2 separate regions of the Muntiacus reevesi genome follow, and region 2 is linked to region 1. Evidence: chromatin contacts called from public Hi-C data. All regions are on one chromosome and are shown on one strand. Each heading gives the region's core, a stretch centred on a gene start, on an enhancer-like site or on the middle of the called end of the contact. The rest is flanking DNA. Distances are from core to core; before and after follow the strand shown.

Region 1 (5,577 bases), core at 901-3,400:
TGAGAACTGACAATGGAAGCTGCAAGGTCACCGCAGGCACAGACAGCCAGCAAGAGGTCAGGGCTGACCAAAGTCCTGTTCCTTTTGCTTCCTCTGTGGCGGCCAGTGAACCAAGGGGCCCCACCTTGCAGGTAAACCAGCCCCTCCCCGAGTCATCAAGAGGCTGGATCATCGCATCTGGGCAGCCAAAGCCTCCAAAGTGGCTCAGGCCCTTCAGCCAAATCATCCTCCATTTCCCAAATTGCCCATTCCTTTGTCCAGCCAACTGGCCAAGGTTCACACTTGAGTCTGAAGAAGCCAGGAGCCTGGCGGGGGGGGGGGGGGGGGTGGAGAGGAGGCAGAGGGTTGGAGGTACCACTGAGCTGCTCAACCTGCCAAAGGCACTTTTCTGGGGGTTCCTGCCGCCCTCTTAGGCAATACTGAAGACCGTAATCTTTTCCATTTGTTTCCAGAGAGATCATGACACAGGATCATAGTGGAGTCACTCCACAGAGAACCTCAACTCGAGCCCCTCCTTCCTGGCTGGGCTCTTATCAGCCAGGTAGCCCATGTCCCAGCTCTCACTGCTCCAAGGGAGGAGGGTCTGGCTTCCTGGAGGCAATGCTGTTGTAGGATGTAGGCACCTTGAGACACAGGGACTAGAGTTTCCAAGGAGAAGCTTGGATGCCCAGAGCAATGCAAGGGGGAATTTATGACAGAGAGGAGAAGAAGTGTGGAAAGGGAGAGACCCAAAGAAAAGAAATGTGGAAGAGAGATGCCACATGCTTTCCAAAGGCCAGGGGTGGGCAGCCCCCAGGAGAGGGGGCCCGTGTGTATATGAGGAGAGGTCCGAGGGATGGGAGGAGGGGAAACTGATGAGCAGCACAAAGCTCTAAGCAAAGACATAGCACAGCAGGGTGGAAACCCTCCCCGCTGCAAGAGCAGGGTACGATCCAGCAGGACCCCAGACTCAGCCCCAGCTGACCATCCTGACCTGGCTCAAGACAACCTGGCCCAGGCAGCCAGACCCAAGTGAAGATTAGAAGAGGAACCCACTCCTGCCCCCCACACACAATCCAGCCTCCTCACGCTCTCCTTCCCCAGTGAAGCCAGCAGTCCATCCTCCGCACACAAACAAAGGCACTTGGCTACACAGACCTGACGCTGGCTCTCCTATGCTCAAACTCCCCAACAGCCTCCCTTGTGAGCACCACGCAGCCTCCATCCTGCACTCTGGCCTGGCCTTATCACTTCACCTCTCACCCCATCGCCAGAACCCGCTGGCGTCCTCTGAGCTTTCTCATCCTGGGCCTTTGCAGTCCTTCTTCCTCTGCCCAATATGCTTTTCCAGCAACTTCCCCCCAGGACAGGCTGCTTGCAGGAGATGCCCCTCCTCAAGCCCTTCAGGAGCCCCCAGTACTGTCTCTTTCTCAATGCCCTGCTTCTTTGTTTTTCATAGCACCTGTCACAGATCATCATGACTGTGTCTGTGTATTGTGGGGGGATTCCCCCCCCCATCACCGGTTCTGAAGAGGGGGGACGCTTGGAAATGGCTGGAGACATTTTTGGTTGTCACACCGGGGGCGAGGGAGGCTACTGGTATCTGGTGGGTGGAGCCCAGGGATAGTGATCAACACACTACAAGGCACAGCGGGCAGTGACGATGGGCACGAAGTGCCAAGAGGGGCGAGGCTGAGAAACCCTCCTCGAGAAGAGCACAGGAGAACTGGGGTCTCGCTCTCCGCAGTCTCCCCGCGCCTGTGACAGTGGTGGGCACCCGGAGGCGAACCGTAAACGGAGGAAGAAAGAGCGAATAAAGAAGAGAACGGAGGAGAGGAGCGAGCGACGGCCCAGCTGACAGACAAACGCACGGACGAGGGAAAAGCCGGCGCGCCTGAGCCCCGCCCCCCAGGCCCGAACCCTTCCCGGGGCCCCAAACACCCGGCCTCTTGCTCCACCGCGCGGACCGAAGGCGCGAGCCCCGGCCCCGGCACGCCGCGCGAACACTCACCCGCCCGTGGCCGCTCGAGAACGGGAGCACCACCCTTTCGCTTCATCGTGCCCCCTCGGCCGCGGGCCGGGGAAGGGACGGGCCACTCGTGCCGGAAGCGCGCCGGCGCGGTGCCCGCCGGAAACTGTAGTTCCCCGGCTCTCGCGGCCCCAGGCGGCTGCCTTCCCCTCGGCTCTTCAGGAACTACGACTTCCGGTGGCTCCGGCGTCGCAGGGATGGATTGGTGGCTTCGGGATCACTCTATGTTGCAGTTCGGGCTCTGATTGGCTGGGTATATCCGTCAGTCACAGCTAGGTTCAATGGCCTCTGCAAAGGGGTGGGGCTTAAGGGTGCTGATCCGCTCCCGAAAGCGATGCCAGGGCTCGGTTGGTGAAGACAGGAAGAGTGGAAGGAAGAGCGTATCAGCATTGACGGGGGCGGATACTTCTTCCGGGATTGCCCAATCGCAGAGCTGGAACAGTTTCTATAAGTACTTGAGTCCGGCAGACCTGCGGTCTTTCAGGATCTAGCACGCGGTGGAAGGTGTTTGTCTAGGTGCGAATGATGCACGTTGGAGGAGGGACCCTGGCCCGGCGGGGCCCGGGAAGGTGGTCCAAACTCGGCCAACCTGGCCCCCGGGCTCCTCTCTCAGCCCGAGCTCCCACGTTGATCTTTAGCTCTCTACGCTCCTCTGCCTCCAGCTCGCCCCAGTTGCGTCGGAAGTCCGAATTGTTTCTGCTTCCCAGAGGTAAGGCTGGGCTGGGGCTGGCTTCCCAAATTCAGTTCCGAGCCTGTGATGAATTGCTTTAATTTCTGACACCTCGTATGAAAACTGCACGTGCAGTCTGATTATATTGCAAGACTGAGGCTTTAGGTGCCCCCACCGTGGAAGGGCCTGGGGGTGAAAACACGTCTTGCCAGAAATGGCAGGATAGAGCATCTGTCTACAATTGGGCTCTTTCTGACTTTCAGGACCGTTGGTGACCCAGCTGGAGACCTTGAGGTCAGCGTCTTTCTAAGGGGCCCTGGTGCCCTGATGGGGATCCTTGGATTCCAGGTAAATCCAGGGCCTTTTCCACCTGTGACTGGGGAATGTCTGGCTTCTCCCTCTCTTCCCGCTTTCTGCCTCGTTTTTTTTCTAAGGCTTCCCTCTTAGGAGGAAGGCTGGTGTTTCGTGCCTTTGGGGAAGATAATTTCTTGAACCTCACTCAAGGCAAACTGCCTTGGTCAAACTCAATGCTATGTCCGGTAGAATTCATACTTCCCTTTAGGCATTATCAGGAACGCAGGGTGAATGACTTGGGACCCTCCTGTCGCTCCCACCTCACCCTCTGCCTTCGTGCCACCTTCTGTTACTCCCAATTTCAGTTCCTCTAAGTTATTTTCATTCTTTCTGGGACCCCCTTCACTTCCAGCCTGTGCAGTATATTCCCACCTGCAAGCACCCTATTACCTGGTCAGTTCCATGCAGCCCAGTCCCCTGGGGACACACTCAAGTATAGGAAAATAAGAGAGACCTTAAGGTCAGTTCAGCCAACTGCCATGTATCAAGTTTGATACTCAAAGTTTTCTAAAAACCCTTAAGAGGCTGTCCCTGAAAGAGAACAGGGTTTTCTTCCTCTTAGGTCACTTCCTTGATCTTTTTCAGTGTTAACTGGCTTTAAAATATACTTTCTCATTCCTTCTAACAGGCTGACCTCTCTGCTCCCTAGGGTCAGTCCCCCTGAAACTCGGCAAAAACTCAGTTACAGTTAGGTCCACAAACACAAATGCCATAGCTCCTAGAGGTGGCCTTTGAAGTATTTAGTGATGGAGGAGAAGGAAAGGACTCACCATGAAAAAGCCAGGCCAAGGCTCAAACTAAATAGATGGCCTTTGCTCTCGGCAATGCTTCATAACCTCAGGGCAACCCAAAGTGGGCAGGAGAGGTCAGCCATCAGTCTGGAGGTGAGACCAACAAGGAGAGTTTAGGCGTTAGCCAACTAACCATTGGCCAGTGAGTACCAGGAGGCCCCGGGCCATGCCCAGTCTACACACAGGCCAGTCACTGGGGATGGGACTGCCCTTGGTCGCTAAGGAGGGGCCCCTTCTCCTGGGATGGCCATGCTGGAAGCCCAGGGATTCAGGTTGCTCCCCTGCCACAAGATGTCTGTATCCATCGAGGAGCCCCTGATGGCAGGTACGTTTTTAATACAGGAGCCACTTTGTCCAGATTTCTCATGCTGGGCCTCCTTCCTGGTGACTAGCTGATGGAAATCCTTGCCCCCTTTACTTGACTGAGCTCTCACATGCCTTTTGAGTTGAGTGTCCTACCCCACTATCAAGGAGAGACCTGGGCTCCCTCAGGGCCACATGGCAGTTAGGAGGCCTTAAGCAGCCTCTAACCTTGACCCTGGCTAAGGCTGATCAACAGGAAGAGCGAGGGCCTGTTCCCAACCAGAGTCTGCAAGCCGTGAACACTACAGTTTGAAACAGGTCCCTGAAAGGCCATAAACGCCCAACGGGCAGAAACTCACCTTGAGCCAGAAGCTGCCATAAGATTAGATGGAAAAGGTTACAACCCTAAATAGATGCATTCTTAAAACATAGGCTCTTGGTGCTCTGTCTGAATCCAAGAGTCCCATTCTGTCAGTTAGTCAAATGAGGGATACAGGATGGTGCGAGACCTCAGCAGGAAGATGCACTGGTCCCTGTACACCCCCTTGTGGCCAATCCTTATAAAACTCCCTGAAGATGCTGTGTGATTCACTCTCTGACCTTAAATCCCAGTTGACCCCTCACAGTATCAGATTGCCTTTGAGCAGACTAACCCCAACCTGGACCAGATGCAACAATGCACTTGGTGGACAAGTACCCACCACAGGGGTGTTGGGACGTCAACAGTTGTTTGCCCAAACCCTAAGAAAGGAATTAAAGAAATATGCTAAAAGGGACTGTTCTACAGTCTGTAGATATATGTTGATATGGAGGCTCAGATGAGCATGACGTTGAAGTTCTTAATTTCCTCCAAGCCTGGGGTTACCGGTTCTTCCAGAAAAAGGCACAAATTTCATAGCAACAAGTTCAATACATGGAATATATTATAACGCCTGGAAATAGACAGCTGTTCTAAGAGAGAAGAGCTACATTAGGTTTGAGTGCATCTGACTGGAAAGGAAGGGACTACTCTGGAGGGTAGGGTCCTAATACAGATGCTGGGAGACGTTCCTCAGCCAATAGGCTATTTTTCCAAGCAACTGGATTCAGTGGCTTCAGGTTGGCCTGGCAGTAGCTGCTGTCAGTTTGATTACTGGAGGAGGCTAACAACCTTAACCTTTGGAAAGTGAAAGCCACTCAGTCTTTGTGACTTTTTGCAACCCCATGTTGCAACTATACAGTTCATGGAATTCTCCAGGCCAGAATACTGAAGTGGGTAGCCATTCCCTTTTTTGAGTTGTCATATGATCCAGCAGTCCAACTCTTGGGCACATACCCAGACAAAACAATTCAAAAAGATAACATGCATTCTGTTATAATGTCTTTTCATAATGAAGAGAGAAAAAAAAATGGTTGCTTAAGTTTATTGCTATGCTCACCACTTCGGTAAACTGGTCTGCTTATTGCTCACC
Region 2 (5,181 bases), core at 1,487-3,986, 310 kb before region 1:
GACCTTACAGGGAAGCCAGCATCCCAGGCAGTGGGCCCAGCAAGGCTGCAGTTGGGGAGTCAGCTAGTGAGCTGGGCCTGTCCCCACAGAGGGCAGCACAGAGATAATGTGGCTGGGGGTGGGGAGCAACCAGAGGAATGAGGGGAAGGAACAGGAAGACTGTCAGAAGGAGAAGCAGCCTGGCCCAGGCAGGCCTTGACACCAGCTCCACAGGCCAGGCCGGAAGCGGTTCCAGATGGTGCAAGACAGACAGAAATAAGGAGATGGTTCTGCAGGCCCACGAGTAGGGACGAAGCCGCTGACGGGCCTGCAGGAACAGGACGAAGAAACAATCTACAAGACTTGGGTCACAAAGTAAGAAAAAAAGGGGAAGCTGGAATGGGAGACGGGGATCCGGCGTGGACCTCATCCAATCCAGGCAGGCCAGGAGCATCTGAGCCAAGGGTAGCAGACACAGACTGCTGTCATCCTGGCAACACCTGAAGCCTGGAAACTGCAGGCAGGCACAAGGAGGTGGATGAAGACAAGTCCTGAAGAAATGGGCTCAAGAGAGAAATGAAACCAGAGTTTGACCCAGTTGGACAAGTGTAAAGAGTTGGCGACTGCATGGCCACAGTAAGCCGCCTATGGGGCGGGGAGAAGGGTGGAGCTGTGTACAAGCCAAGCAGAGCAGGTGGCCCCCACCCCCAAGAGCCTGGATCACTGCTACCCTATTCTCAGGAACTTTCAAAGGCCTACTGGTGAGGGCTCCGCTCAAAGGCAACAAGTAAGTTCTAGAAAGAGGGGGAAGCGAGGCACCTGGTGCCCGGAAGGAGGCCAGGAGCTGGATACATAAAAAGGCTTGGGGGGAAACAAAGCCAGAATTCACATTCCATGCGGGCAATGTTCTTGTCTTGCTCACTGATGTCCCCCAGTGTCTGGCACCCAGGAGTTCAACTGAGATTGGCTGAATGGCCAATGACAGACACAACCCACAAGTGGCCAGGCACCGGCCCTGGAGGTATTCTGGAAGCAAACAGCAAGAGACTGGAGGAAAAGGAGGTACAGCTGTCTCCCGCAAGGAGCAGGCACAGGCGGCTCTGGAAGGTGAGGAAATAGTGGGCGGCACCCAGGGTGGAAGGGGAAGTACAGGCATCTCTCCCACCACAAATGACCCCTAACTCGACCTGATGGGAAGGGCAGTGCCCACTCAGCGGCTTGTGACCTGCGGTAGGCAGGCCCGGGCAGAGGGAGGTCCCCACACCCCCACCCCACTGGTGTTTACAGTCAGCAGAGACTGTTTGGAGTTCAATCCCTGCACATACCTGGACAGGGAGCCTCTCCAGTCCCAGATAGGGTGGGGCAGAGCGAGTCATCAAAGCCCCAAACCAGACGAACCCAAGGAAGCCTGGACTAGACCAGGCCAAACAAGTTGGTGGGGCTGTAGGGTGGTCAGGACTCACTTCCCTGGATCCCACATCCCCAGCTGGCCCCAAGTGCTCTTCTCCCAGAAAGACCAATTTTCACTGAATCTTACACCCAGGACTATTGAGACCCCACTTCAAAACTAGAGGGCCACTTAGAACCCTGGAAGGCCCCCTTCTCCATTCCTGGGGCAGCCCCTCCCAATTCCAGGCCTCAGGGAAGGGGAGAAAGGTCATTCATTCATTCAGGCCTGAAATGAAGACTCCTCCCAAGGAAAAAAGCTCAACCCCCTCAACGATGAGGCTCCACGCTAACTCGCCCATCCAGACAAGCGTCCACACACAGTGCGGAGGCTGACCTGTTCCCCGGACACCCACCCTGCGCCCTCGGCCTGTCTGACCCACCTCCACCCCTCCGCTCCACTCCCACCTCTGGGTTCCTGCCCTGCTCTCAAGACCAACCTCTCAACCCAGCTTTTCCTACCAACCCACACAGCCTAGTGTTGGGAAACACTGACAAGCCCTAACCGGAAGCACATGCTTAAGTGCAGACCCACCTGAACGCCCCCCACCCCCGCTGCCCCATGGAGGCGGGGGGCAGGCCGCCACAAGGGCGAGGGTTGTGGACCTCCGCGGGGAGCACCCAAGCGCCGGCCCCTTGTGGGGGCAGCTTTCCGAGGCGTGATGTCACACCTGCCAGCAAGATGGGCGGGGGGGCGGGTGCCGAGCAAGCGCAGGACCACGGGCCCCCACCCCAGTCTGCTCCCGCCTCTCCGGGGACTAAGATGGCAGCGGCGCCGCCGCCCCTCCCCCGCACCGACGAGACCAGCTGGCAGGTGGCCGTCCGGGACACCCTGGGACCCACACCTGGGCCCAGTCCGCAGGCCCCGCTCTCCAGACACCCGACGGCCCCTGCAGCCCTCAGGATCCCGACACCCCACCCCCCCGCAGTCACGTGAGACCCGGGACCCCCCCCCAACAGCTCGAAATTACGTCACAATGACGTCACACGCCGAACCCCGGGGAGCAACAGGCACGAGCCCCGCGCGTCCCCCGTCTCCCGGGTCCCTCCTGCCACGGCGCTCACCGCTGAAGACCATGGCGGCTGAGGCGCCCATGACCGCGAAAAAGGAAGCGTACTCGGGGCCGCTCTTGGCCTCGGACATGTCTGCGGGTGGGGAGGGGGCGAGATCAGCAGGCCAAGGCCGGGGCGAGGTCGGGCCGGGCGCGGCGAGCAGCGGGCTGCGCGAGGCGAGCTGTCCGGCGGATGCGAAGGCGACCCGGCCCGTCAGCCGCTGCGCTCTAAATACCAGCACCGCAGGACAAAATGGCGGCCGCGGCCGCGTCACATGACCGGGGCCCCGCCCCTGCGGCCCGCACCACTCCGCGCGGGCGGGGGGGTCCGCGGCTGGGACTCCGGGCGCCCCGCCCCGCCGGCCTGCACCCCAGCGCGCCGCCCCGAGCCGGCCGCCGCGGGCGCCCCTGGGACCCCGCCACGGTGGGCCCGTCCGGTCGCAGGGCCGGGGCGGGGCGGGGCGCGCCTTGATTAGCATACGGGGCGGGGCTCTCGACGCCCCGCCTTCTCTGCGGCTGCGCGGCCCCGCGGGGGTTCGGTTACGAGCGTTGCCGCGTTCTACGGTCTCGGTGTTGGAGCCCGGCCGCGGGGTTCTCACGGTCCAGCACGCAGGGACTCAGGACTGCGTGCGGTCTACCCCCAACGTCCTCACACCCTCCGGGGTGACCTGAGGGCGGAGCCGGAGTCGTGTCCCCGGTAGAGCCGCCCCCAACCATCCCCGTCCCCTGTCGACCCCGTCTCCAGTCTCTTCCAAGCCCGCCGGCCCCCGCCCAGCAATTCGGGATTTCTCCCGTGGCTTCCGAGGAAAAGGAGGGCCCCTACACTGCATCTGTGCCCTCCTTTGCATCAGGGACCTAGACTGCTGTTTTGGAGGAGTTGTCTCTACCCCTCAGCTTGTAGGCACGGTTGGTTTGAAACCCTGCACGACCTGTGCAGTCTTCCCCAGATGGCTGAAGCGTCTGGGGTCCCTTGTCCTGCCTGTTCCCACCGCAAGCCCACGAATCCAGGGCTGCCCTTATTTCTGGAACAGCAGTAAGTGGTTCCCTCTGAGCCTAGCAGACGGTCTGACCTGGGGCTGGGACTGCTGTAATAGTCTCGTGTGGCTATCCTGGTACCCCGACTGGCTGCCTTTTCTCTACCCACCAGCTCTGGTTCCTTCTGCCCTTTCATCTGATCCATTTCAGGAGCCCTGGGTGACTGCCATCTGATCCTGGGTCTCCCTTGAGTTCCACCCCTTGCCCTGACATTAAAGCTCTCTTCGTGAACAACCTGAGCTGTAGCAGTCATCAGCCTTCTCCATGTGGGCAGCGGGGTCACTACCTGTGGCCTGGTCTTCCCACTGGACCCATCTTCCACACCAGGAACCTCCCTCATAGCCTCTTCTCCACCATGAGGCTGGGTCTGCACCACCCCCAGCGGCAAACTTGCAGCCCTTGAGTGTCATGTCTGTCCTGTTTGCAAAGAGAGGAGGCCGCCGCTGTTCGGCTTGAGCCCTCCCCACCACCCTCCACCACCTGACTCTGACTTCTGGAAAGAGGAATCTTCACTCAGTGTCTGCAGCTCCTCCCCAGCCCGCTGCCCTGGCAGGTTGCTGGTGACCGAGCTGACAGTTTGTCAGGTTCTCTGAAGGGGCCTGTCTGCTGCCTCGGCCTGCTGCCCGTCTCCCCGCCCCTCCACTCTTTCTAGTTCACCCCCACCTGCCCTGCTGTGCTCATGACCTTCCTCGAGTCACAAGGAGAAGCAAAGACGGGCCCAGGTGCTGAAGCCTCGGCATCACTGCAGGTTCTGGGTGTTCCCAGGGCTCCGCCTGCCATGCCCTGGGTGATCAGCCATACATTTCTTCACCTGAAGCCATCCGGGCAAGCAGGTGCCTGAGTGCCCGCCCCAGGCTCAGCCCCCATAACTCCAGGCACTCAGGGTCCACAGCCTGGGGAGCTCAGAGCAGGGAGCTGACACGGCTGGGTGGGGGGAGGCTGCATGCTGGGGCAGAATTCAGACTAAGGAAAGGAGGTGCAGGACAGCCCCCCTCGGACAACTGTACAGCCAAAAGCACGGCGGTGGCAGAGCGTGCGAACCCCTCCATGGCTGAAGTCCCGAGACTGGGAGGTCAGGGAGACCATTCCCCCCACAGGTGCAGAGGGCAGCTCGGCTCTGCTCACTGGCTTCTGGTTTTCTGCCCAAGTTCTGGTGTGAGAGGTCCCAGTGGATCTCCAGTGGGCCGCTGACACCTCAAACTGAGCTCACCTCCCCCCACGTCACCATCGGCTTCCCCTTGGGTTATTTCCATTTCCAGCAAGAGGCACAACCAACCATTCAGGCAGTCGCCTCACTCTTCATTACTCACCAGACCCCGAGGTTCTGTGGCTTCCCAGCTCTCAGCTGTGCCCCCACCCCAGTGCCGCCGCCCCTCAGGTGGACCTGCGCTTCTGCCCTGGGTGTCCTCACAGCCTCTCACCTGGCCACCTGCCCAGTCTTCCCCGCCCTGTCTCAGGGGACCTTCCTGATGGGTACATCGGGAATCCTTCACCATCCCCCTAAGCATTGGGGGAGGGGTGCATTACCTAATCCTCCTAATGATCCTTTGAGGAAGGTTTCACCGTTACCCTCATCCTGTGGACAAGGAGCAGGTCTAGGAAGGTGAAGCACCTTGCCTGGTGTCAGTCAGCTAATGAGGAGCGGAATTGAAACTCAAGCCCCACTGGT

The links. Hi-C and Micro-C count contacts between places; a contact is called where the count stands out from the background.
Region 2: a Hi-C map of blood shows a contact between it and region 1, with 5 times the contacts expected there. The contact joins the promoter of ATP6V0C here to the promoter of TRAF7 in region 1. A contact is called at or near these places in 2 of 3 Hi-C or Micro-C datasets (blood and muscle).

Annotation. Positions count from the first base shown.
Region 1 is chr2:181,088,705-181,094,281 of mMunRee1.1, reverse strand. It overlaps TRAF7 (TNF receptor associated factor 7), which reads right to left and starts at 2,150. Exons shown (of 21, transcript XM_065924068.1): 1 at 1,991-2,150. LOC136162240 (small nucleolar RNA SNORD60) reads left to right here and starts at 2,758; the gene lies at 2,758-2,840.
Region 2 is chr2:181,397,373-181,402,553 of mMunRee1.1, reverse strand. ATP6V0C (ATPase H+ transporting V0 subunit c) reads right to left here and starts at 2,736. Exons shown (of 3, transcript XM_065924109.1): 1 at 2,491-2,736. The coding sequence starts at 2,569.